Regions from separate parts of the Capra hircus genome. Here region 2 is linked to region 1. The links are chromatin contacts, called in public Hi-C maps. All regions are on one chromosome and are shown on one strand. The core of a region is the stretch at or near the end of the contact, and the rest is flanking DNA. Distances in the headings are between cores, read along the strand shown.

Region 1 (2,700 bases), core at 101-2,600:
TAACATACTGTGCTTGAGACGGGGAGAATGGTGGAGCAAACGTGATTAACATGTCAATAGTTGGGAATCTCCTTGAGGACTGTGTGGGTATTCTTTGTGTAAGCTTTTGTGTAAGGCTGAAATTATCTCAAAAGGAAGAGAGAAAAAAAAAATAGCTATTTGAAATCATATGTTTGCATCTTACTTGACTGGTAGCCAGATGAATGAGTTACCAGACCAAAATAAAGTTCTCTCTCCTCTCCCTCAAGGAAGTGCTAATTATGTTGTCGGCTAAGCCTGATTCCAAACTCTTGAGAGTTTCTGATCTGCATGGTCAGGGGTGTTTCTGCTGCTCACCTGCAGCTGGAGCACCCCCCCCCCAACCCCTCCCTGACCTCGATCCCTCATCCTGAATGAGTGGAGCGTCATCCTGAAGTTTGTTCTATATCAACCAGGGACAAGGACAGAGATTTTGCTTGACCAGCAAGGTCTGAAGTGGGTGCATTCACAGACCCGGGGCGCAGTCCCCTGGGGAAAGGTCAGCTTTGACAAACAAGGTTTTAATGACACATTTGCTTGATGGACCAGCGCCGGGGCTGGATCGTGTTCCAAGGACTGGTCAGAACTTTTTGACTCTGTAACAAACCACTATATTTTATTGTATTATTATATAATTATATATTTATATATATAATATATATATTGTATTATTATATAATTGTATATTTATATATAATATATATATTATATTATTATATTTTTATGAAGAGTGAAAGATAAACATTGCAACAGCTCTCTGCAAACGTGGACTATGTGTTCAGTTAAACAAAACTGGCTTTGCTATCATTTGCCTTACACTACTACTGGTCTGCAAGATGTTCCTCCTATTGCAAATGAAGGACTCTGGGATTGGCTTTAGGAGGTCACAGCCTGCCCCTAAGTTGTGGTCCAGCTAGAATTCAAGCATTTCTGCCAGACCCAGGGGAGCATCCTTTCTGATAGGCAGCGTCAGAAAATAAGGGAGAGGAGATTAGAGGTAAATTTGGTGTGACAGAAACACCCGAGATTCATACGTAGAAGAGAGAACTGCTCTTGGAGCTGCTGGGGTCATTCAGCGCTGGTTCTCATCCCCTTAACCTTGGGTCCTCTCCTGTCTCTTCGACACACACCCTCCATCAGGTGCGGTCCTCAAGGCTGGGGACTAAAGACAGAAACGGCTAATTTTACAAATCTAGGGATGGCATCCGGAGCACAAGGAAGCTCTTCGGGGAGCCAACAGAGAAGCGTGACCTGGAGGGGCGTGTGCGTGTTCCGTGCACGTGCTTCCTGTGTCATGGGATAGCACCGCCCAGCACAGCCTGTGTGTCCTGGGGGCCCAGTCCTGAGACCTCAGTGATGCTACCGAGACCCCAGGCAGGCAGTGACTTAGGCTCGGGAAGGACCCCACACAACGGGTGCTGGCACCAGTGGACGAGGGTCCATGGGGTCCCAAAGAGTCAGACATGACTGAGCAATTTCACTTCACTTTATCTAATATTTATTAAAGCAGTGCAGAGATTCGGAAGCTGGGGTGCCCATCAGAATCACCTAGAGAATTGTGAAAATACATATGCCTTGACCCCGTCCTAAGTCAGATTTCAGGACTTGGGATGAGAGCAAAATAAGTATGGGGCTTCCTTGGTAGCTCAGATGGTAAAGAATATGCCTGCAATGCAGGATACCTGGGTTCAATCCTTGGGTTAGGAAGATTCCCCTGGAGAAGGGAATGGCTACCCACTCCTCTATTCTTGTCTGGAGACTCCCAGGGATAGAGGAGTCCACCAGGTTACAGTCAGTCAGACATGACTGAGCAAAAATAATAATAATAATTTTAAGGAGATTTTAGCATTCATTTCGTTATTGAGTACTCACAATAAGCGTGTAATCCTATTACCCAATATAAAATGTATAATTATAATTGTATGATACTTCTATCTACTTGAAGCCTACAGTTATGGTAAAATTTAACACATGAATCATAAAAGGAAATTATAACTGATTATAACACCATCTTGCATTTTGTTACACTTTTTATTTTTGCAGGGCCCTTTTGGCTTCCCTGGTGGCTCAGCTGGTAAAGAATATGCCTGCAATGCAAAAGACCACAGTTCAATTCCTGGGTGGGAAAGATTCGCTGGAGAAGGGATAGGCTACCCACTCCAGTATTCCTGGGCTTCCCTTGTGGCTCAGCTGGTAAAGAATCTGCCTGCAATGCAGGAGACCTGGATTTGCCCCCTGGGTTGGAAAGATCCCCTGAAGAAGGGAAAGGCTACTCACTCCAGTATTCAGGCCTAGAGAATTCCATGGACTGTATAGCCCGTGGGGTCGAAAGGAGTTGGACACACTGAGCGACTTTCATTTTCACTTTGCAACCATCATCCTGATTTGTTCCTACAACAGTAAGCGGCTTGAAGAGTCCTTGGGCTGCTCCTTGGAAAAGAGACAACGGAAGGAGAAGGTACTGACGCGGAGAGAGCCTCACTGGAACAGATGCAGGTAATTTGTGCCACGCTTGAACATGGGCATCCAGACATACCTCTGGCATTTGGCCCAGTAACTACTTGTCTGTTTGTGCTAAACTCTTTTTCTCTTTTACGGGAAAATTGCAGCTGTTACAGTCAACTGCCTTTTTTTGGCATTATGTTCTGTAATTTAAAAATATTTCCCAACCCCCCACACCTG
Region 2 (2,700 bases), core at 129-2,628, 180 kb before region 1:
ATGAGGAGGAAGACCCGCGTGCTACAACTACAACCAGACACAGCCAAACAAACAGAAATACAGCTACGACCAGACACAGCCAAACAAACAGACAAAAATACAGCTACAACCAGACACAGCCAAACAAATAAAGCTACAACCAGACACAGCCAAACAAACAGAAATACAGCTACGACCAGACACAGCCAGACAGACAGACAGAAATACAGCTACAACCAGACACAGCCAAACAAACAGAAATACAGCTACGACCAGACACAGCCAAACAGACAGACAGAAATACAGCTACAACCAGACACAGCCAAACAACACACACAAATACAGCTACAACCAGACACAGCCAAACAAATACAGCTACAACCAGACACAGCCAAACAGAAATACAGCTACAACCAGACACAGCCAAACAAACAGAAATACAGCTACGACCAGACACAGCCAAACAAACAAATTTTTTTTTAAAAGTTAATGAGTTCATTCTGTTTAAAGAAAAAAAAGAGGATGGGCTCATGAGTTCTTCCGTCATTAACACGCTGTTTTCAAAGATTGATTTGATAAACACTCAGGATGGGGCATTTCCGCTGTGAAAATGTACACATACAGTAAGCCTGACAGTAAGTACAATGGGGAGTTCTTGGAAGAATCTACAAACACCACCAGTGCACAAGGAATAAACAAACAGAAATACCTTGTTTATTAGAGAAGAAACTTGGATCTCTGTGGAAATTGAGTCTGTTTCTTAAACACGTGCACAGCTGCTGCAGGCAGGACACTGACTGTAATGCCAGACGATGCTTCCCGTCTCCTCCAAAGGCCAGTTTCAACAGAGATAAAAGGCTCTGAAACGAAGAGTGAGGAAAACGACCATGGGAACAAAGTGCTCGACTGCAAAGACGGACACAAAGCTTACTCAAGGTTAAATGGACAATCAAAGAAATCACAATAAGGTGCCAAATATTTATAAGAGAGAAGCAGCAGAAATGTGTAAAAATGACAGCGTACTGCTGGAAGACGGGTCGAAGAACTAATTTAAAGGAACAGTCAGCGTTTCTCATATCTGAACTGTTAGTTGAGTACCTATCCCGAAGAACACAGGAAAACAGTCAACATTCGAGACATTGTTACAGAATATTTTTTTTTTAAGTACAGCAAGCCTTTTTCATATCAAACAGCCAAATCATTTGGCATGTTTTGATGATTAACAGCTGTTCCTCTGCTATCACTTGGAGCTGGGACAGCATGTATTCACAGCCGCCACTCGCAGCACCCATCTCAGCCTGGTAACTGCAGAGCAAGGGTGCCGGGCCTGACCGGACGCTGTGGACAGGCTGCAGCCCAGCGCAGGCTCCAGCATCTCTGCTGCACATGTGTGCGGCAGGCTGCAGCCTGGCGCCTAGAAGGCAGCCACACCGCTCACCTCTGCCGTTCCCACAGCAGCCGGCACTGCGCATTCGAACCCACATGCTCAGAGTGATACGAGTCTCGCTGATCAGACTGGTCACGGCCGCCCAACGTCAGTGCCCCATGTCTGTCCTCCCCATCAAGTGACCCATCAATGGTGAGGCCAAGGTGGCCAAACTGGACTGAGTGTGCCAAATGAGACCACCTCCCATCAGGAGGACAACCTCTGTCCAAGTAAGTTAGAGAATAATGGGTCTGAAAAGTCCGGCAGTTCATTATCTAAACATGAGAGTGTACATTTGCCTCCCGAGGACTCCTACTTTGCACAATGTGTTTCACTGCAAAAAGTCCCCTATTTCAAAATCTAAAATAATTACAGAGGAAACGCACCTGAACAATTTTTGGCCTTTGAAGGAATATCTCAGCAGGAAAATCTTGCATGATAACATCTTTCAACAGTTCACAGGAGTTCCAGATTACAGTGTGGTTACTACTTCTTAAAGAGCTGCAAAATATACAAAATACAGTCCTTATTTTTTAAAAATGTTTATCCATGCCAGATTCTACGGAACCAGGCGGCATAATGACCCTATCAGAACCCTTCAGGTCTCGGCTGACACATCGTCCCCTGGGAAACCTTCCCAGCTCTCCTCACTAACCAATGAGCAAGCCTGGGTGAGGTGTTCTTTCACGTGCCCGGAATTTGTGCTGCAGTTACTGCCTGTCGACTTTGCAGGCCCCTGGGCCCTCCTCAGGAGCAGGGACATCACAGTGCCCACCACTGTGTGCCCAGGGACCATCACGATGCCATGAAATGAGGTCAGTGAAATCTGCTAAATGAATTAGGAAATAAAACAGAGGAAATCATAGTAGATTCAGAATTAAATTCTAGGCATTAGATTCCTTACTGCTCTTCCCTACTTGATGGGAATCAAGCTGGCACTCCTCTCTTGTCCCATGAAGACCACACCCCTAAACTTCTCTGACAGCACTTGCCTCCCCAGCAAGGCAGCAGTTGTTCACCTCTCACCCCAAGAAACCAAACCACTCTCAGTCCAGCTCCAAGCCACCATTCACCACCCACACGCGCCCCAAGACCATATCCTTCCTTAGCAACCAACGCAGAACTGAGAGATCAATGCCACTCGGGCCCAACCCCAGCTGCATGCAACCTCTTCAGCATGTTTTTCCAAAAAAATTCACTGCAGGCCTGGAATGGCCATCATCAGAAGTCACTTAATAGCATCCCCCTATTTGGTCCAAACTCTAGAAGTTGATCTTTATTTTTCAGACTCTCAC

The links. Hi-C and Micro-C count contacts between places; a contact is called where the count stands out from the background.
Region 2: a contact with region 1 is called in a Hi-C map of liver, with 5 times the contacts expected there. The contact joins two enhancer-like sites. A contact is called at or near these places in 2 of 5 Hi-C or Micro-C datasets (blood and liver).

Annotation. Positions count from the first base shown.
Region 1 is chr24:7,057,036-7,059,735 of ARS1.2, reverse strand. No RefSeq gene overlaps it. Among named protein-coding and RNA genes, the nearest start is that of SOCS6, 110 kb to the left of the region's middle. Within about 2 kb of position 1,350, at least 1 of the 5 cell types and tissues checked has an H3K27ac peak or open chromatin away from gene starts, as enhancers often do.
Region 2 is chr24:7,238,624-7,241,323 of ARS1.2, reverse strand. RTTN (rotatin) reads right to left here. Exons shown (of 49, transcript XM_013974306.2): 6 at 1,792-1,906; 7 at 689-839. Among named protein-coding and RNA genes, the nearest start is that of RTTN, 7.9 kb to the right of the region's middle. Within about 2 kb of position 1,378, at least 1 of the 5 cell types and tissues checked has an H3K27ac peak or open chromatin away from gene starts, as enhancers often do.